Regions from separate parts of the Mus musculus genome. Here region 1 is linked to region 2. The links are chromatin contacts, called in public promoter capture Hi-C maps. All regions are on one chromosome and are shown on one strand. The core of a region is the stretch at or near the end of the contact, and the rest is flanking DNA. Distances in the headings are between cores, read along the strand shown.

The links. Promoter capture Hi-C pulls out the DNA fragments that hold promoters and counts their contacts.
Region 1: a promoter capture Hi-C map of stem cell-derived epiblast-like cells shows a contact between it and region 2, with 5 times the contacts expected there. The contact joins the promoter of Eid3 here to the promoter of Sirt6 in region 2. A contact is called at or near these places in 5 of 39 promoter capture datasets (the C10 cell line, HPC-7-derived erythroid cells, cranial neural crest and 2 more), 1 of 484 Hi-C or Micro-C datasets (B cells) and 3 of 115 datasets of contacts at active chromatin or transcription factors (bone marrow-derived dendritic cells, embryonic forebrain and pancreatic cancer cells).

The regions. Positions count from the first base shown.
Region 1 is chr10:82,865,296-82,870,211 of GRCm38.p6, reverse strand. It overlaps Eid3 (EP300 interacting inhibitor of differentiation 3), which reads right to left and starts at 3,586. Exons shown (of 1, transcript NM_025499.2): 1 at 2,282-3,586. The coding sequence starts at 3,505. The coding sequence ends at 2,378. The region is part of intron 2 of Txnrd1 (thioredoxin reductase 1); the gene reads right to left.
Region 2 is chr10:81,626,019-81,631,117 of GRCm38.p6, reverse strand. Sirt6 (sirtuin 6) reads left to right here and starts at 3,552. Exons shown (of 8, transcript NM_181586.4): 1 at 3,552-3,646; 2 at 4,501-4,628. The coding sequence starts at 3,581. It also overlaps a transcript of Ankrd24 not described here.

The sequences.
Region 1 (4,916 bases), core at 2,337-4,836, 1.2 Mb before region 2:
GTGTGCCTGCTGCCATCAAAAGATGCTTTCGGATACAGCAGAAGTGTGGTTACCGAGTACTGGGAACTAAGCAGGACTCTGGGAGCATCTTCTCTCCAAGTCTTTAGAGTAAACTGAAGAGGAAGGTGGAAGAGAAGCCGACACAGGTTAGGTGAACTCAAGAGAGCACGGCTCCAAGGGCTGGCCAACTGAGTTAAGAGCAGCTCAGATAAAACAAAGTAATAACTAGGGGTTATTGATAGGAAAAGTACATTCTAATAGCATACAGGGTAGGTATCTGTCTGCCCAGCTCTTGTGCTGTTTAAGGCTTACTGTAAATATAAAGGTTGTGTGTCTTTTATCTGGGCACTGAATGATCAGGGCAGGGTAGGAGTTCCAGATTGGGATTAAAACCTTCTACAGCAGGAGGGGTTTTCACTTGGTAAACCAACAACTGAGGTTTCCAGGTTAGGGCTGATATGGATCATAAGAGGTCTTTTTTACTCAGTAAAGTTCTAACTTTAAAACAAAGTCCATAAGATCCCCCACTACTTTTACCAAGTCTTCTCATTTTAAGGTGTTGACAAGCAGATCTGCAGTTTGGTTATTTTTCTACAACTCAACTCATCTATGGCCCAATTCTCTTTCCAAAGAGCATCTTTTGGAAACCCCAGGGCGCTGCTGAGATGCCAGTAGGAGGAGCATCGAGGCCAAAGGATGCTCCTTCATCCTCAAGGGTGGCCAGGGCTGGGAAAGGTTTAGCACTCCTTCATGTGAGGAAAGGGGTTTGGGGCTTTTTCCTGAATTCTCTATGCATTGCTGGTATAATGAACTTTCTCCACACAAAGATCCTGCTATCATTTAGACTTTGGATTTCCCTCCTCTGAGCCACTACAGACTTAGTAGGAAAGCTTACTATAAGCGGAACAAAACACCTCTAGCCACATGAGCGGCAGCTCCTTTCCACCAACAACGACTTACTTACATTCAGAAGACTCACATTCAGGGCATGTCCACCGGTTCTTCTGGAATTATTTTCATAAACCAAATATTCTATTGACCATCAGATAATTTGCACGCACAGAGAAACCCCACTCAGGTTGGGGGCAGAAGCTACCTCAGGACTCATGCTAAGAAAACTTAATCGTGAAACCAGAACCCCAGTTATCTGTGATTTACACTCTGAAAACTGCAAGGTACCAAGAGAAAGAAAAAAAAAATCATACAAATATCTGCAACAGGAGCTCCTTCCTGACTTAAAATATTCACAGCACAGCTTCCTCTGATGCAATCTCTCAGAAGCAAAAGGCTACCACGCCAGACCAAGTACTCAAATCAGCACCCTGTTTCCAACTTAGGCCCACAAGAAACTGGGCACGTGGGGCACAGGGGCCAGGGGTGGGTGGATAGAGAATTCTCACTAGATAGGCCAGATACAGAGCAAAACCCCTGGGCCTTTTGTTTATTAAAGCAAGTTTAATTGGGACAATCAGAGTTGTTACATGTTGAAACATCACGGAGGGACACTGCTAGTAAAAATCATGATGATACTGAGTGGTGAAAGATTAGCCAAAGATAAGGCTTGCAACTGGGAGTGACAAATATTGTCTACCTCTGAACACTGGCGAGGTCAGGGACATTCCCGCCTGCTTCATAGTCAAGGGTAAATTTTCTGTAAATCTGCCCAGCCTCTTGGGTCATGACTCGTCTCAGTGGCACAGATTTGATCTTGTTTTCTTCCCTAGGATGCCTTCTCCCCCAGTGTGGTGGGAGGCAGAGGCAGGTGCAGGCAGGTCACTGTGAGTTCCAGGCCAGCCAGGGTTCCATGAGGAGACCCTGTCTCAAAACCAAGCCAGGATGCCTTCCCTATTGTCTAACTTGGACCTGCCTTTCAAGACTTAGTGGCTTCAGTCTTACAGTACACACACACACTTTTATTAAATTCATTTATCAAAAACAAAGTTCAGAATACAGAGATCCACTTTTTGAAAGGAAGCCCGTCACCTGGACTTGAGAGTCTGAACACTACTGACTTTTCTTGTCTTGTTCTCACTCTTGCCCCGACCTGGTGAAAAGCCCCCTTGCCCTTAGTTTTGCAGCGTCAGAAAAAGCAATTCAGTATCCCAGTGAGTCCTGGTTTTTGTGTTTAGCAAGTTGGCTAATTAATACTTTCTAAGAAACTCGGGAGCTTACTGAGAGTGTCATGTGAATTTCAAAAAAACTTTCCCATAAGCATGAGAGTGAACTTTTAAGATTACAACCTTATTAGATTATCAAGTAAAATACACTGCACAGTAGACAATTTCATTTGTTCTTGAAAATAGTTTACTAGAGTTTGTGCTTCTGTTTAGATTCCATTTTTCGATGTTAGTTCAAGATATACTATGAATAAAACTCTTTAATATGAGTTTTTGATCATAGCCTCTGAAATTTCAAAAGTGGAGACAATATTTTTCCAGTCCTGTAAACTCAAAGATATAACGCCTTGTTTCCTGCAGTACGAATAGGAATCACTTTCATCATCCACCTGGCTCACATTAGTTGGCTCTAGAATTGGCAGCCTGTCTTGGTCAAGCCTTATTCTTGCAAAGCCATCCCTAATAATAAAAGACACATAGAAGATATTCTCCACAGTGCGAGAGAATGAGTTTGGATCAATCACAAACTCAAAGTATGACACTGGAGTATCGGGGTACTTTTGAAAGTAGGTTTGCAGCAATCCCAAGATTCTCTCAACTTCTTTTTCTGTCGTCTCCTGATTAGCATGCACATCCAGCCTCCTCAACTTTGTAGGCATATCTCCACTTCCTTCCATTTTGCAAGCTCTTTTGTGACATCCAAGCCGGGGCTTTCGTGCAGAACGTTCTGCCTTAAATGACCCAAAAATGAAGTGGAACGTTTCGGCTTGCAGCATCCAGGAGGTTGCTTCCTCGTGCAACATGCCCCAAAAGGAAAGAACTATGCTATCATCGCAGTCGCTAAATTCCTTACACTCCTCTTCTACCCAATTGAAGCCCACAAACAACAGCAGCAAATCGCAGAAGGCAATGGGATTAAAAAAGTTCATATCGGTGTTTAGCTGCTTCGCCTTCTCTTTACCCAGATCAGAGGCCAAAACCAGGAACTGGGCATCAAGGGCTGCCTCTCTGGTTCTGCTCACTCCGTCAAACAGCACGTTGGCTTCCTCCAGGGCCTCACTCAGCGTGTCGCTGGCCGTGTTCACAATGTCCTCGCGGTTCTGCTGCACGGTGTAGATGAGCTGCCGGTACTGCCTGCGGATTTTGCGGCACTTCTCTCGATCCACCACCAGCTCCAGGAGGTCTGGGTGCATGCAGGGGGGCTCGGGGTTCGGGTCATCGGAGCTACTGTCTGAGCCTTCCTCCTCCTCATCTTCCCCTTCCTCCTTTTCTTCCTTCTTCACTGCCTCTTCCTCCTCCTGTTTCACCAGGTGCTGCCATGCCAGACTCCGGACCAGCTCCCCTCTTTTCTCTTTGCCTCCAGTAAGGGAACATTTTTCTTTAGACATGGTGGTGGTGCGCAGGTAACAGCTCTCCCAGGGCTACTACCATACTACCTACCAACCGTAGCGACGCGAGATGGCAAAGGTAAGCCGTTGGAACAGAGCCTCCTGCCCATGCGCAAGCAACCCCGCCCCCCAGCTCACAGAGACCACACCTCCAGCCCAGGCTCCCGTTGTTCTTTTTCTGCTTAGAGGGAAGTACATGCTAATTCACAGCATGAAGGATGCTTCTTGCCCCCCACCCCCACCATCCCTTACACTCTTAGGAGTGTCTCCACTCAAGGGTGGAAGAACAGTGGGCAGGCAGGATTTTGCAAGGGAAGCCTGCCAAAGGCTAAATGCTTTTATACACTACAGAGGAGGTTAACCTGAATCCTATAAGATGAGCAAACTAAGAAGATTTTTAGTATCATCTCGCACCATCTGTGTTATCACCTACTGGGTGAATAATATGCTTTGGGAACCACACACCAGCTCACCAGTGACCCATGGCGCAATTAAGTGGCTGGAGTTATCAGTGCACAGCGATTTAACAATGTGAGGAGTGTTTTGTTTCTAAGTTCAACAAGCGCATCATACCCAACTCTCACCACAGAAAGCTTGGGGGGGGGGGGGGGGCACGGGACTCTGTCAGTGACAGAGTTCAGCACCCCATGGGGTAGCTCACAGCCACTGCCTGTAACTCCAGTTCCAACACTTCCTTCTAGCCTCCACTGGCAATCATGTGTGCATGCACATACTTTTAAAAATAAACCTTCAAAAAGACGAACCACTCAACGTGAGTGAAAGAATCAACTCCGCAAACTTGTCCTCTGAATTCCATACATGGACCATGGTACTCATGTCTACACATATGCTGTCTTTTAAACTTGACATACAGACCAGGGTACTCATGCCTAAACATACATCATACATATATCACAATACTAATTTTTAATTTTTTAAAATGGGCTGAAGGGGCTGGAGACAAGGTTTAGATGTTAAGAGCACTTACAGGCTCACAACTTTAACTCCACCTCAAGGAATCCAATCTAAAAATGGGCTGGAAGAAAAGCCTGTGTCCCAGTCTTTATCTACTTATATTAACTTAGACGGGTGCTAAATCTGCAAGCCACCACTGTCCCTCATTTATAAGATGGGAATTATAACATATAGAATAAAAATTATATAATCAGTGGTTTTAACTACCGAGTACATACTTACTATGTTCTTTTATATACAAAGCAATGATTTTTTTCATTGTTTTAGGTTTTAGGAAAAGAAAAATATTTTTAGGTTGAGGATGTACATACAGGCCTCTGTACTCAACACGCACATATCCACATTTAAATGTACACATCTTTAAATGAAAAAAAAAAATGCTTCTGTAATTTCCATATACTTGAGTTTCCTCATTTGCAAAATCGGTCTCCTGCGT
Region 2 (5,099 bases), core at 2,303-4,802:
AAAAACTATTTTTCCTTAACTTAAAAATTGCATTTATAGGGACTGCAGAGACGGCTCAGCAGTTAAGTGCACTGGTTGCTCTTCCAGAATCCTGAGTTCAACTCCCAGCAGCCACAGGGTGGCTCACAACCATCTGTAATGGGACCCGATAACCTTTTCTGGTGTGTCTGAAGACAGCTACCGTGTAAATAAATCTTTTTTTTTTAAAGAGTTTTTTTAAAGTTGCATTTAGGTGTGTACATGCACACATGCATGGAGGCAGAGGTCAGAGGACAACCTTGTGGGGTCATTTTTCTCCCTCCACCATGTGGGCTCTGAGAATCAAACTCAGGAGAGATGGCTTAGCAGTTAGATCAATGGCTGCTATCACAGAGGACCAGAGTTCAGCTGCAAGTACCCTTCCCTGCTGAGCCATCTTGATTTTTTTTTGTTTGTTTGTTTTGTTTTTCGAGACAGGGTTTCTCTGTGTAGCCTTGGCTGTCCTGGAACTCACTCTGTAGGCCAGGCTGGCCTTAAACTCAGAAATTTGCCTGCCTCTGCCTCTCAAGTGCTGGGATTAAAAGCGTGCGCCACCACACCTGGCCCCGCTGAGCCATTTTGCCAGCCCATTCTTCAGCATGTGCAATGACTTGGTTTCCAACTAGTCTAGCTTTACTGTCTAGGAAAGCAACAGTTCTCTCTCTCTCTCTCTCTCTCTCTCTCTCTCTCTCTCTCTCTCTCATGCTCTCCCTTGCTCTCTCTGGCTCTCTGGATCTCTTGCTTCCTCCCCCCCCTCCCAGCCCTTCCCTCCCCATTCCCCCTGCAGGTCACACCCATTGATACCTATCTCCATCTTCTAATGGAGACAGGCATATCGCTTCCCTGCTGTGTGGCTTTGAGGAGCTTCTACCACCTCTCTGAGCCATCCTTCCTCTCTCAAATGCACATAAGTTCATTCCTTGAAGAATCATAGTGAGCAAAAGACCAGGGCTCACAGAGCAGAGCACTTGGGAATCCCTCAGGAATCACTAAATTCGGACGACGATGAAAATGAAAACGGGGGCAGGAAGAGTTTGGGGGTATCTCGGTGACACCTTGCCAGCATGTGCAAAGGAGGAAGGGTTGCCCCAGTAACCACTGAGACCCTGAGTGGGGGGTGGGTGAGCAGAACTGAACCATGAGTGGGACTCAGTGAACCTACGTGGGCAATCAGCATTTGATCCAGAAAACTGAACCAGGGACCTGCTGGAGCAGCTGACCTGCTGGAGTAGCTGACCTGCTGCAGCAGCTGGGGGAACAGCGGATAGGGGATCAGGTGGAGCCTAAAGGACTGGTGGGTTCTGAGCCACAGCAGGGAGGACTGAGCAGTCCTCCAAGCCTGAAGACTCACCTCTGTTTTCTTGAATCGTGCCCGGAGGGTCTTCATCACACCTGCTAGGGGCTCTCGTCTTGTTTCTGGACAAGGCGTGGGTCGGGTGAGGGACAGGATGCTGGGGTGGTCAGCCACACTGTCCTCACAACACAGCCTGGGCAAATCTGCTGTGTGTCCAAGTTCAGGCTACTTGCACCCTCTGAAGGAACTGTCCTCAACTGTAAACAGAGATAATTCCTCCTTGTCCAGGCAGTCCCCTGAAGTGGGGCTGAGCGTGCATCACAACCAGCAGCACTAGTTCAGCAGCTCACACAGGCTGCAACCTGGAGTTTGTGCAATCATTGATGCCATAAACTCCCCACCACACAAACACTCTTCTCTGTGAAATTTCTATTCACAAAATCGCCTCTCTCCCACACAGAACTATCTACCTCCCCAAACGGAGCTTCCAAGTTCTCCCAAGCTGGGTCTCCTCCTGTACCTCTAACCTGGGTTCATATGTAATGGAGCTACAGGGGGAGACACACTGGAAAGTCAGTGTTTTGCAAGAAAGTCTGGTCAAAACTGTCACTATTTAGGGCAGTTCCACCCACCCATCCATCTACCCATCCACCCACCCATCCATCCATCCATCCACCCACCCATCTACCCACCCACCCATCCACCCACCCATCTACCCACTCACCCATCCACCCACCCACCTACCCACTCACCCATCCACCCACCCATCCACCCACCCATCTACCCACTCACCCATCCACCCACCCATCTACCCATCCATCCATCCATTCACTGATCCCACCTCCTCTACTAATCAGGTTCACTTTCACCCCACACCTACCACCAAGGGTGGGTGACAAAACACCCAAAAGAGTTGTCCACATGCTACCAGTCTGAAGGAAATCGCCACGGCAAGGTGGCAGGGAAGGCCTGTGGATTTAAGGGTTTGCCTTCTGAAGAGGTGACACAGCACAGGTGACGCTGCGCACTGGGCCTGGGCCTTGGCTCCCGCGTGGGATGTGTGCACCTGTCACAAGTGTGCAGATGCGTGTGTTCATACTGTTGCAGGTAGCACCCCTCACCAGCACCCAGACTTCCCTGGCCTCCCTCACCCACATCCCCCTACCTCAGGCGACTCCAGACCGGAACCCAGCGTCCAAGCAGCCTCTCTGGTTACCCGCTCCAGCTGCGAGCCACCAGCAGCAGAGTAGAGGTGACACCCGATCAGGTTGGGGTGGGGGAGCGGGGGACGGATGAGCCAAGGGAGGAGACAAGCTGCTGTTAGCCAGCTTGCTCAGATGGGCAGCCCCAAGGACGGCCTCTCCCACCTCCTTGTGTGCTCCTGCCTCCTCGAAGCCTTTCTTGGGGTCTCCACGGGGATCAGGAGGCTTCGGTTGTTATATGCTGCCATTGACCCATCACATGGCTCCTGTGTCTGTTGATTACCAACAGGCAGAATGGTCAGATAGTGCCTCCCATCTCTAGATGGCCACGGAAGCAGGGCTCTTCACCTCTCTCCTTGCATCTCTGGGCACCTCTGGGTAACACGTGGAACTCGCCCAGTTCTGTGGACCTAACCCTATGCTCTGTGATATTCCGGGAGGTGCACTCCAGAAACTAACCCAGGAAATGTTGGCAGGGGGCCCAGAGGTCTTTCCTCTGCCCAAGAACCCCAGTTTTCCATTCATTCTCTCCTGTAGCCAGAGTCAGGCAGACCCTGGATGACAGTCACAAAGGTTAGGGTATCATGTAGCCTAGCGTGGCTTCGAACTTTCTGTCCCCTCCTGCCAGTGCTATAAGCACTCCGGGCAGGGCTCTACACACTGAGAACTGTGGATTTTTGTTTTGCTTTGTTTGGTTTCATTTCTGGGTTTTGCTGATGTTGTCTCTTTTGAAACAGGGAGTTGGTCTGGGACTCGCAATCCCCCTGCCTCGACTCCTGTGAGTGGCCTCATCACTTTTCTGGCTCTGGTCGCGGATCCCAGGACTGGGGAATCCACTAAGTCAGAGAGGTAGTCTCGGCCAGCACTGAAGACTAAGCTTGCTGCATCAGGAGGGCGCATGCGCTCTGGAAAGAATGCTGTTTTTCACCTCCACGTACCCACCCCACCCTCAGGCACGTATCTAGGGAAGGCGGCTACTCTTTCCCGACCGTCCCTTCACCACTTCCGGCGGAAGCGGCCTCAACAAGGGAAACTTTATTGTTCCCGTGCGGCAGCGCCGGCGACGATGTCGGTGAATTATGCAGCAGGGTTGTCGCCTTACGCGGATAAGGGCAAGTGCGGGCTGCCCGAGGTGAGAGCTGCAGTGTTCGAGTCACCGAATGACCCCAGACGGGGAGCGGCCGGGCGAAGCGGGGCATTGTGGGAACAGCATGAAACATAGAGTCTAGACAATGGGAGGGACTTCCCTGGAAGGAGGGGGCGGGAAGTGACACCCACTGCTCAGGCTGGGTGACACGGAGGAACCTGGGTCAGGGAAGGAGTGAGGGGCTAATGGGAACGAGACCAAATCGTCAGGTCAGGGAGTGGACGTCTTAATTGTCAGGGAAAACCTGGAGCTGTGGGAAGATCTGCAGGGCCGGAAGCTGGCACCCTTTCCTGGGGGCATCCCTGTACCCCACTCTGTACTCCTCCCTGAATCTGGGCCAGATGGATCCTGAGTGTGGGGCTGTCAGTCTTTGTTGTTTCTGAAGGGGTGTAGTAGGGTGGAGGGTTCTCTCTTTGTAGCCCAGGCTGGCCCCGAACTCACAGGAATCTTCCTGCCTCTGCCTCCCGAGTACTGGTGTTAAAGGCCTGCGACACCATGCCCTGCCTGCCTCATGTTAACGGAGCCCCTAGACAAGTAGAGCTGCATCTTGATTTAGGGGAGAGAGGTGGGTTATCTAAAGTCCAGGATGGGGGATGACGTCAGTGGGGAGGTCACGTGGGCCACAACCAGACCAGGACAAAGGAGTGGCTGCCTGCAGGAACAGCACTCTGGGAAGAGGGCTCGGCATGTGCAAAGGCCCTGGGGTAGGACACAGCGATGTGTTAAGAGTGTGGCTGGAACTGAGGGATGTTGAGAAGGGGCAGACAGAGCATTGACCCACAGGAGGCCTGCCACTTGGGAGGTCACGTGTTGCCTCCTCCTGCCCTCTGACCCTACAGATCTTCGACCCACCAGAGGAGCTGGAACGCAAGGTGTGGGAGCTGGCCCGGCTAATGTGGCAGTCCTCCAGCGTGGTTTTCCACACGGGCGCCGGCATCAGCACCGCCTCTGGCATCCCCGACTTCAGGTCGGTGAACAATGAGGGGAAACTGAGGCAGGGCTCTTGCTGATACACCTCTAGGGACTAAGGTGAGGTGGCAGAAGGACCTTTCAGTTTTCCTATGTCTCTGAAAGGCCCAGCAAAAACTCCACTTGCCCAAGGATCAGAGCATGCCCACATAATGTAGTAGCTGCAAGGCATGCTGGGAAATGTATTCATGCAGCTCGGCCAGCCACTGGGTTTTCTAGGGTCAGAATGACTCAATGTTGTGGAGTGACTAGCTCACCCATAACCTTCGGTGGCAGCCTATGACCACTGTAAAGCATTCTGGGAACCCGCAGCCGGTCTTAACCAGTACTCAGCCCCAGCTCCACTAGCTCCCCTGCCTTTGTTTACCCCCAGACCCTCAGCCCCTCCGCCTCTTTCATGAAGACGTCCCATGCTCTTTAGAATTCTTGCCTACCCGGCAGTCATTGTCTCCACCACAGGATACAGAAC